Regions from separate parts of the Mus musculus genome. Here region 1 is linked to region 2. Evidence: chromatin contacts called from public promoter capture Hi-C data. All regions are on one chromosome and are shown on one strand. The core of a region is the stretch at or near the end of the contact, and the rest is flanking DNA. Distances in the headings are between cores, read along the strand shown. Region 1 holds the start of Gm52121 (a long non-coding RNA gene). Region 2 holds the start of Cnih1 (cornichon family AMPA receptor auxiliary protein 1).

The links. Promoter capture Hi-C pulls out the DNA fragments that hold promoters and counts their contacts.
Region 1: a contact with region 2 is called in a promoter capture Hi-C map of trophoblast stem cells, with 2.3 times the contacts expected there. The contact joins the enhancer-like site here to the promoter of Cnih1 in region 2. A contact is called at or near these places in 3 of 39 promoter capture datasets (liver and trophoblast stem cells) and 1 of 9 other capture datasets (adipose tissue).

Annotation. Positions count from the first base shown.
Region 1 is chr14:47,002,540-47,008,168 of GRCm38.p6, reverse strand. The region is part of intron 2 of Samd4 (sterile alpha motif domain containing 4); the gene reads right to left. Gm52121 (a long non-coding RNA gene) reads left to right here and starts at 49. Exons shown (of 3, transcript XR_003951145.1): 1 at 49-2,570; 2 at 5,412-5,629. Within about 2 kb of position 3,803, at least 7 of the 459 cell types and tissues checked have an H3K27ac peak or open chromatin away from gene starts, as enhancers often do. A contact at or near this core is called in trophoblast stem cells, where this site is marked.
Region 2 is chr14:46,784,433-46,790,114 of GRCm38.p6, reverse strand. Cnih1 (cornichon family AMPA receptor auxiliary protein 1) reads left to right here and starts at 1,758. Exons shown (of 5, transcript NM_009919.2): 1 at 1,758-1,932. The coding sequence starts at 1,852.

The DNA of each region.
Region 1 (5,629 bases), core at 2,554-5,053, 220 kb before region 2:
GAGACACTGGACCTGGCCAGCCCAAGCAGGCTGTTATGTTAGGCCATTAAGTTTGGAGGTAATTTTTAAAGATATTTTTAAATTTTTTTATTATTTTGTTTTACATGTATGAGTGTTTTGCTCACATGTATGTCTGTGTGCCAGCATTGTCTGGTAACCTCAGAGGTCAGAAGGTTTCTGACTCCCTGGAACAGGAATTATGGATGATTTCCAGACAACATGTGATGCTGGGAATTGAACCCCAGGCCTTTGGAAGAGCAACAAAGTTCTTGACTGCTGAGCCATCCTTCTAACCACCACCACCACCCTCTGGGAGTAATTTCTTACACAGCAATGGTTAGTTAATATGAGGGGTTTTGTATACTTAGTAAAAAAACAAACAAGGCTCCGGGAAGAATGTAAAAGCTGGGAGATGGAGAGGCATTCTCTAAAGTGCTGCCTGTGGACATGACACTGTTGTTGGCAGCTGTATAAGACACAAGACCTGCACAAGATCAAGCCAACCAAATTTCCAGCATGGATGAGGGAAAGGCTCATGAGACTCTATCCCTAAAGGAGGAGTTATCAGCAGTTAACTGCTGGGAATGGGAGGACCAGCCATCCTTGGAGGGGTGCTTACTGGATGGATGCCCACACTCTACTGCTCTACTGGATGATCTCATACACACAGGGATGGCCAGCACTAATGGGACTTACTAGATTTTGTTTGTTTTCAATGGGACAGGAAGTGGCGTGACTGATGTGACAGGGGAGCTCTGAGGTGAGTTTGGAATGGGGAAACGGCGGGTGGATGTGATCATTTTTCATTGTATACACATGGGCAATTCCTGCTTCTTGAGCTCGCCAGGAAAGGCAGGGATCTGTAGAGTAGAGCCATGAAGCCTGATAGCCTTCTATGAGGGCAGGAAGTCACTAGGTGCTGGTTATCCATGGGCACCTGGTGGCGTTCGAAGGGCAGCAATCAGGAATCACCAGCTCCAGTAAAGACTTGCAATGGCTCAGCCACCCCTGAAGAGTGGTCTGGGGGTCTCTTCAACAAAGATCTGTAGCCACTTTTCCCTGGGCTCTGGCATAGCTGGGTGCCCCAGTAAGGTTCCTTGGCCCCCAAAGGACCCAGGGCAGCTGGGAATTCATCCTGAAGTCTCTTGGCCAAGAGCTCTGGTTAGGGTTGTGGTTCTCTTTCATTTTCTGACCACTGCTGGCTCTGTTTTACTTCTGTAGGTGAAGCACCCATTTCCAGAAAGTGTATAAAATAAGCCAACTTCCCTAACCACCTGCCCGGGTTCTGACCTCTGAGCCATGAATATGCAGGGAAACTACCACATCTATGTTTACAGCCCAGATCTCTCTGTTAGTCTCTAGACATGGATTCCATTGTACCCTCATCTCCATTTACAGGGAGGGTCTCAACACTTTATGTCCAAAGATATTATGTCCCTCCCTCTTTATCGCTCCAGATCTGTCATCATGAACTTAATCCGTTAGTGTATTCAGAATATATTCAGAATCTGAACACACTTAGGCACCCTGCTCCATCATCAGTGAAAGTCTAGGAATCACAACCAGCATTTTGCAAGAATGATCTTTTAAGACTAGTTGATGGCTCTCCCGATTAAAGATTGGAGTGCTACCCATCTGCTGTGGTTTGGGGATGGTGTGAGGATGGCCCAAAGGCTCACACACTGGAAGACTGGGTCCCATGTGTACAGAGGTGGTGTGACTTCTAAGAGGTAGGGCTTCGTGAGAAGCTAATTAGATGATAGTTCACTGTCCACAGAAGGACCTGAGTGGACCTTTGAGAGGTACCATGACAGTGACCTGTAAAAAGAGCCAGCCTCATCCCCTGACTCTCTCTGGCTTTTTTTGTCTTATCAAAGCTTCTCTTTTGTATAGACTCTTCCCATTGTGATGCCATTCACCACGAGGTTCTCACCAGAGGCTCACACAACTGGGCTGGACTAGGTCTGGTCTTAGCCTTTCAGCCTCCAAATCTATGAGCTAAATAAGCTTCCTTTCCTTGTAGGCACCCAAGACTCTGATATTCTGCAAGGCTGGTAGGAAATGGAGCAGCACACGGTGTCCTCGTGAGGAAAAGCCAGCGTCCTCCTGGGTCTATAATTCAGTCCCACTCTGCTATTGTCTGTCTCTCTCTTGCTTTGCTCCAGCCCAGGTCCCTGTAACATGTCAGGGGCGCACCTCCTTTGGAACCTTGGTACTTTGGTACCTTGGAACCTTGGTGTTTTCCCTTCCTAGAGGGCTTTCCCCTGAGCCACTGTGTTGCTCCTGTCAGCTCATTGTTGTGCAGATATCATTTTTCTAAGGAAACCTCTCTCATACGAAGTTGCTCACCTCACCCTTTCACCCTGCCCTCGCTCATCCCTGATACTGTTTCACTTTCTCACAGAGCTTAGCCCCGCGTGGCCTGCTGGATGTCTGACAGAAGACAAAACAGTTCAATTTCCAGGTCTTTCCTGAACTGCCTTCATAACATTCTCTTTAGGGTGGACAATTCTGCTGCAGAACAAAGGCATCCTTGGGTACTCTCCCTGGTTGCCACAACACCAATTAAGGTAATCTTCACCAAAAAAAAAAAAAAGATTTGAGAGGGAGAGATAGTAGAGTTAAATGTATTTTAATGCAACTCTTTTGCAAACATCTGTTGAAGAGTGAAAGAAAAGCAATCCCAATGGCATTGTGTCAAGACGGTTTATGTTCGCATGGTGACAGTTTTAATAAAATGTCCTAGGAACAGGGATCCTAAAACTTATGGAAATTGGAGATAGAAACACCATTCCCTTGCTCTTGACAACCACATGACACAATCTTACAGATGCCACTCACGTAGCTGCTAGGGTTGGAAGCCTTTCTGGAGAAAGCACGCTGGGTAAAGGCATGAGTTTCTGCTCTTGCCAATCTTCACCCCTACCCCCACCTGAGCCCAACCCCCTCCACCATGACGGGATGCTCAGAGTCTTTAAAATAACGAATCAGCAATCCTTGGGCTGACTTGATGAAAGACAACAAAAGCTCTTGCTTTGTGATACTGCACGAGCACTGGACACTGTCCCATGGGAAGGCCAAAAATGAGAATTCCGACAGAATGCTCTCTTCAGTGTTCACTGCAGTGTAAGGAGGCCTTAGACAATGCCAAGGCCTAAGTGCTTGGTACTTCCCAGAGAAGAGAGCTGCGGGGAGTATCTTGGAGAACTTAGCAGTTCACAAGAAAGCTTTGATAGCTCCTGCTTGATCACTGGGGCCAACATGGACAGCAGCTAATTCACACACTAGGAACCAACCCTGGCAAGTGTGAGGAGAATTACAGCCAACAGCTCCACCCTGCACCAGAGAGATGTTCTCTAAAATGAGCCCAGATTGTACCTCCACGGGGTCTCACACTTCCTAAACTAAATGGAGTTTCTTAACAGGCAAACGTTTTCATCTGAAGATCTATGAATCTAATGTATTAGTGTGAATGTGTGAGTTTATGCTGTGGGGTGTAGCTGTGTAAATACTGTCATCAAGAAAGAGCACACTGATATTCCCAAAGCATGCATAGCGAAGGTGCTGACGGTGAGGTTTATATGTTATGCATTTCGGCATAAAATCTGAAGCATTACACATCTAAGTCACCTATGGAGAAGAAATGAATGATTTTTTTATTGAGGTAAGCTATTTGAATCTCTGTTGCAGATTAACTATGCATTGCCTTATGAAAGAAAGTCTGGATTAACCAAGAACAGAGTTGGGTGAGCCTGGAAGGCATCTATTTGTGCTGTACCAGCACAGCCCTGTAGAGGGAGTTAGAGGTGCACCTCCCTTCCTGGTCCACTCCCAAGCTATTACCCTGGGAATTTATGCAGAGGCAAGCAGTAAAAGCAGGTTTGCATCACCTGCTACGAGTGCTGCAGGCTCACTCAGGTTAGTAGGTTTGGTGATGAGGCCAGGTTTCACCTTTTTTTTTTTTAATTTTATTTTTTAACGAGAAGGGGAACTACCTCTAAACGCTGAAGTCTTGAGGTCAGAGAGCAGCAAGGACAGCAGGGAAGGTGACGGTAAAGAATGGAATGACTGTGGCCGTGTCCCCCACCCCCTTTGGGGCCCAGAACTAAGCAGGGCTATAGATCAATGGCTAGAGCAGAGCTAGTTGGACTGACCAGGTAGGGACCTTTTGCTTTAGTTAACTTGGTGAGAAACTGCAGAACACAACTGAGGCCATGCATAGGCAGAGTGTGACTCATGCTTCCTGAAGTCAAGGATGCTGTCTAGAATTCTATAAGAAAGGACAAGACCTAAGGGGGAAGGAAAGCCACAGGGAACTAGGAAGGACAGAGGGTGAAGAAAAGGCCCAGGGCAGCAGGGTCCAGACATGAGTGAGCTTTCAATAGCCCAGGTCCAGCAGACCCACATGCTGTGTATGCTCTGAGCTGCCCCAGCTCACTGCTGAGAGGGGAGACCTGGGTGGGGGGGCTTCTTCCAGGACAGAAGTCTATTGGTGGTCATGGGGGAAGGCAGGTGCACTTCTATGTCCAGGGGCTTTAGAAATTCGCCGACTGGCCCTCATCTTTACCTCCAGGTCTTGGGGACAAAGTCCTGTGAGGAGAAAGACAATGCAAAGCTCTATCCTCACTGGTCCTGAGCTGAGGAGGACAGCAGCAGTGTCACTTTGTTTTAATGGCTCTTACACAGCCACCTTTAGACAAGGATGTACCTGTTAGTCTATCTATCTACTACTTATCTTTAGTCTCCGTCAAGGTATTCGGCCTGGCACTAGGACCTGCCCTTTTCAATAAAATTGGTAGAGAGGCTGGTGAAGGTGCTTGAAACCATCGAAATGTCTTTAATGGGAATGATTTGGGGGGGGGGAGCAGACTAGGAGTAGAGAGGCACTCGGAGAAGGACTCCATCTTTGCAACCAAAGGCATTGCTGTAAAAAGCAGTGACTTTCTGATGTAGAAGATCCCCAGCCAGCATCCAACACACTCCTTGGCAAGAAGCAGAACCCACTGGAATCTGGGTTTATTGTCAGTGTTCTAGTGGAGATGGCCACCAGCCGCTAAAATCCTATAAAAGAGACCTCTGTTTTTGACATTAGATACTCTCTGTTGGAAATGTGCCTCATATATATCCAGATTCTCCCCGTCCTCTCTTCTGCTCCTTCCGTCATCTGTGGCATCAGCTGAAGAGTCTGCCTTCCACCCCCAATCTCATTTTTTCAGTTTAGCCCTCATGCCTTTGAGCCCCATCACTGACATGGCAACATCATTCTCTCTAGTCATAGCCCTGCCTCACGAGCAGTCCGCTACTCCCTTCCCTAAGCTGACCATACAGTCTTGGTTAACGGCATGGGTTGAGAGATACGCATAACATGTTCTGTGACAGCTGACTGACAAGAGTCTATTCTTTCTCCTCAGATACCCCTCCCCCTCAGACAGTAAAGCTCAGGGTCAACAGAAGAAACCAAGCTGGAGCTTCAATGACAAATGGGGACCAGAAGAAGACAGAACCAGCCTTTCCCTGCAAACGTGCTCCCAGCAGCTCGATACCAGCTCCCCCTAAGTCAGAGAGACACGCAACAGATCGCTGTACCACGGACCATGGATCAGTACTGCCCCCGTTCCTCATACAGAAA
Region 2 (5,682 bases), core at 509-3,008:
AGAAACAGGGAGAAGGGGTGTCTTAGTCAGGGTTTCTATTCCTGCACAAACATCATGACCAAGAAGCAAGTTGGAGAGGGAAGGATTTATTCAGCTTACACTTCCATACTGTTGCTCACCACCAAGGAAGTCAGCACTGGAACTCAAGCAGGTCAGGAAGCAGGAGCTGATGCAGAGGCCATGGAGGGATGTTCTTTACTGGCTTACTTCCCCTGGCTTGCTCAGCCTGCTCTCTTATAGAATCCAAGACTACCAGCCCAGAGATGGCCCCACCCACAAGGGGCCTCTCCCCCTTGATCACTAATTGAGAAAATGCCTTACAGCTGGATATCTCGTGAAGACATTTTCCCCAACTGAAACTCCTTTCTCTGTGATAACTCCAGCTGTGTCAAGTTGACAGAAAACTAGCCAGTACAAGGGGTTACTGCGTTCAGTGAACCAGGAGGCAGATTTAATAAATCTTAGTAGGTGCAGTCTCTGCAGGGAGCAGTCTTCAGGCAGTGAATAGGGTGGGGCTATGGTAGAGATGGAAATCCACACAGACTAGAGAAAGGTTTTGCTATTTCCTTGAGCCTGGGGTGTAGTGGCATTTGCCATTTTCCCATGACTCTGAGGATTTAGTGCCCAAGCCAAATAGCACACATTCTCCCAGACCCTCACTGCCTCAGAGTTTCTTCCACTCACCACCAAACAGTGGATGTGTGCTCACACAATGAATGTAACTTTAAAATAAATGTTAATCCACTAGAGTGATGCAGAATTTAAAGTTCAATTCCTTAGCCATCTTAGCCACCTTGTATCCACAAGTAGCCAGTGGCTGTATTCCACAAGAGCAAATGTCTACCAATGCAGAAAGTCTCAGACAGGCTGGACATAGCCCTCTAAAACATTCTATTCCGTTTGCTCCAGTGAGCACATTTCAACACAAATTTATCGTGTCTTTCTTGCTTAAAAGCCTTGAAGAGTTTTTCTTCCATCATCAGCATCTAGTAGATGATGAACTGGTTTCTCAGATTGCAGCCAGCATTAAAAATAAAACTGTTTTGTAGAAATTTTACTTTGTTTTTGATTTTTTTTTTCACCACCACTACCTTTCTAATCTGTGGTCTTTATGTTACAGGGTTACACTGAGAAAAACAAAATCTTTGAAATCTTGTGATAAGCAATAAAGTTTGAAAAGCCGGGGGTCTGGGTGTAAGCCTGAGCTCCTGAACTGAGCGTATTTTGCTACTCTGTGGTTTGAGGTCTTAGACCTCTGTCACCCAAGTTCCACTAACAGATCCATTGCTGGTTGCACCCAAGACACAACGTTTTCCTTTCCTTTTTCCCTTTCCACCTCTGCCCTTTGCTCATTTGAGCCGATTTCCTGTATCGCCAGCACTCCCTTCTCTTTTCCTGCACTTATCATAGAAGCCTCAGATTAGCTTCCAGGAGGGCCGGGTGACCTTTCATAGCATGCACAAGTACCAGTTTACAGCGTTATAACAACATTGTTTAGTCGCTCGTTCCTGGAAGTAGATTAAATCCTTTCAATACAGGCACTTTTAAAATCTACTTTTGCATTTCAAACACAAGACTAGTCTCTGGAACAAGCTAGACATTCATTTAATGGCTATCCAAAGAGTAAACTACAGAATGAAGGACAAAATCAACTGTGCAGACAACAGAAGAGCCACGCAAACTCCGACCATCAGGGGGTGCTCGCGCGGGCGGCCCTCTGCGCAAGCGCGCCGGGAGGAGGCCGCGGCGGCAGTGGAGGCTGAGGCCGGGGGAAGTGAATGGTTTTACCCAGAGGGCCGTGCGCCGCCTTTCTCCGCTGGCCCCGGCGCGCCCGGCAGCTCCTCCCCGGCCATGGCGTTCACTTTCGCGGCCTTCTGCTATATGCTGGCGCTGCTGCTCACCGCCGCGCTCATCTTCTTCGCCATCTGGCACGTGAGTAGCCGGGGCAGGGGGAAAGAGGGCGAGCGACGGCGCAGCCTCTTGCAGCTCCCGGCCCGGGGCTGCGTGGGGCCCCAGCTGCCGGCGCGCGCCAGGACGTGGCCTGGCTGCTAGGGCCGTGGACGCTGCGCGCTCCCGGGCCGGGGTCCGGAGGGCATGGCGTGCGGGGTCCCGGTGTCCACGCCGCCGCGTGCGGGCCCAGGCCGCGCTCCGCTATTCGCGAGCAGGGCTGGGCGGGGCGGGCAGGCGGGCGGCTCCGTGTCTACGCCGGGCCCGCGCGCACGGCTTGTCCGCGTCCCCCGTCTCGATGGATGCCCAGTGCGCACCGAGCGGTGACTCTCGGCGTGAAGTTTTCCTAATTTTTATCCTTGAATTACCGATTTCCTTTTAAGGCTTCCTCGGAGCACGGCCAAAATCGGATATTATAAGTTACTTTAGCTCCATTTCCAACTCTGCTTTGCAGCACTCGATGGGCGATTTTCTAGTAGAACACGGTGGTTGAGAGACGAGTTCCTGGTGAACTTTGAGGCAGCTTGGATTGATTACTTCGTTGGCCACATCTCCGAGTTTTCCCCTGAAGTCATACTTTGGATCGCGAGAGCTTTTTCAGGAGACAGCCTCCCAAGCCACCTCTGTGGTATGGGCTGCATGATTTAGTAGAGGGAGTTTTAATTTGATTTTGAAAATCCTCAGAAACTTTTGGCTCCTCATATGTCCTTGCAGGGTGGACGTGCATTCTTACTGTGCTCTGTCCCTGGTGACAGTTCTATTGAGACAGACTTTTGAGTGTCTCTACCGCTTAGCACCACTGAAAGAGCTCTCTGGGAGATCAGCAATTCTCAAAAGTTGAGCTCATTTGTTTCTATCCTCCCAGTACTTTCTGGAATAATGGCATAATTTGAATGATGGGGCGAGTTCAACCTCGTGTAAATACTAAGTCAGGTTTCATCACCATCCTGTGCGTGATTAAATGGCAGCAGATTAAATGGTTGCAGAAGTCTCCGAAGTAGGTAGATAGATACCAAGGGTCCTTCTTGCTAAGGAGTGTGATTGTATTTAGAGCCTATTTGCCTGTGGATGGGGAATGCTGGGGTCCGGTGTTCACTTTGTCAGAAATAACTGCTACTTCACACAACGCTCATTAGTTTTAACTAAGATTGGAAGAGCATCTTCTGCTCTTTGGAGGAAGAACAGGAAGATGGATAGCTTTCGAGCTGGCCCCATTGTTGTTTCCAATGAAAGTGGAGTGTCTGGCTCCTTTCCATCTGTAACTTTAAGTCATTTGCTCTTTTTATAAATGTCCTCTGGAATGGTGGAGATTAGTGGAAGAGAGCTGGGCACTTCCCCACGTTTTCCACATTCTGTGTTTGGCTTAAGAAACAGCCGGGCGTGGTCGCGCAGGCCTTTAATCCCAGCACTCGGGAGGCAGAGGCAGGCGGATTTGAGTTCGAGGCCAGCCTGGTCTACAAAGTTGAGTTCCAGGACAGCCAGGACTATACAGAGAAACCCTGTCTCGAAAAACCAAAAAGAAAAAAAAAAAAAAAAGAAACACCTGCAATTTTTTTTAAAATGGGTTACTTTATTAGAAAGGAATGTGTCAAGGTGAAATAGATAATTTTAAGTCCTGTTATAGGATTAAAGAAAGTTGTGCCACAGATTAGTGGAGAGCTTTTAGATTTAGAGGTTCCTTAGTTCAGATAATTACTGTACTTTGGGGAAAATTATTTTAAGTATATGTCTGTTGTGCATTATTAGAAAACCATTCAGCAATCTTTTTACTCAAAAGATCCCTAGGTACCAGCTGAAAGAAACTGTTCAACTTAAAAGTTAGTTTTGACTAGGGGTGTGCCCACTTGGCCAAGTACCTGCCTAACATGCACAAAACCCTACACTTCTTAGTACTGCATAAGTCCCACCGCATAAACTGCATAAACTGGGCATGGGGTGTACATGTGATCCCAGCACTGGGGCCATAGTGACAGGATCCTGAATTCCTTCTGCATTTGATTCTGAGTTACATGAAGTCCTGCCTTCAGAGATGGCTATATGCTAATATGTTATTTATTTGAGTCAAATTTAACCAGCTAAATACAAGTATTGCAGTTATGATTCTTGAGTTTTCTGTTACTAAAGTAGACTTAGGAATGTATCCCACACAATATGATGTACCTGACTGTTAATATTCATAATTGATCAAAGCTTATCTCCTTCAAACTACACATTTATAATTTTTAACATTTATTGTGTTAGAAATTGGTAACAAAGGAAATCCTTTTTTTTTGTTTGCTCTTTTGGTTTTCGAGAAAAATCTATTTTGTTGAGTTCTGTACATTAAAAAATTTTAGTGTTTTTTTTTTCTATTACTAAAAGCTTCCATTCATTCAATAATGTGCTGCACATTAATATTTTAGACCCTGAGCCATAGTAACGTACAGAATAAAATCTTTGCTGCTGTGAATATTACATTTTTTATTGTTTTTTTTTAAACTCAAGATGATTTTATTTTTGCAGTCCTAGAAGTAATAGACTGATAAATATCATTTGAGATGTAAACGAATGAATGATTAATTAAAAAAAAGTCACATGGAGCTGGGGTCCCCGGGGAGGCTTTCCTGTGCCTTTCTGCACTCCTTGCTTCCCCTCCTCCAGGTGTGAGCTGTAAGCTGAAAAAGACCATTTTCAGGCAAGTGGGAAGGTATGGTGTAAATTGTCTAGCTGACTCCACACCTGGTTTGAGGCCCCATTTCTGCTGTTGATGGAATCCCTGGGGAGTCCCTCAGAGCTTCAGTTCTCCTCTCGGGCACCAGACAAGTGCTGGCGGCTGGCATAGCCTCTGCGTGAGCAAGGGGGCTTGGAAAAAAATGTTTTTTTTTAATTTTAGTTTTCCAAGTAATTAAATTTGTATCATTTCCCTCCATTTCTTTTTCTTCTTCCATCTCCTCCCATGCCACCTCCTCTCAACTTCCTGGCCTCCTTGGATGTACATTTTAATATTCAGTTATCTTTATCTCCTATTCTCGTTAGGGGTTTTAGTACAGAGGGTTAGAAGATGTGTATCTTACACACTCCTAGGGAGTAAGAGAAACCTGTGCTCTTCTGAGATCAAGAACTTGAAGTGAGCACAGTGAAAGCTAGAAATAGGTAACTATTGATTGTGACAGTGAGGAGTGCTGTAGTAGCACACATCTAAAGAGAGGTGGGTGGCTGGGGACACCAACTGAAGGCTCCCCACAAACCTCCCACCTTGACTCCTGACACCTGAGTTAATGCCGCAGGTGGTACGGATCCCCACCTTGGATTCTTTGAAGGATTCTGTGTAAGGGTATCGAGACACTTAGGATTAAAATTATGTTCCGCTAGAAGCATGGGCAAGCTCAGCTTTATCCATGTGTGTAGTTGGCATCCTTTGAATTCTTTGAGTCCACTCTAGAGTCCCAGGGTTCTGAGCCATGGGAGAAGGCTGCACAGACAATTAATTACAAATGGTCTTTCTCCCTGAGGCCATACACGCCATTGGGGCAGACAAACATGCATGCAGATACAGTATTGAGAGTGAGAGGCGCCATACTGGCGGGTTACAAGAGAAGAGCTGCAGACAAGTATACAGTAATCTCTGCCCGAAGAAAACGGGGAACGGCTACAGAAGGAGGGGTTCAGGAGGGGGAAGGAAACCTTGCTTAAATAGCTGTATCAGTAGGAAAAGCTCATGTCACACAGAGAAAGCGGCTTGCAGGGAAACATTGG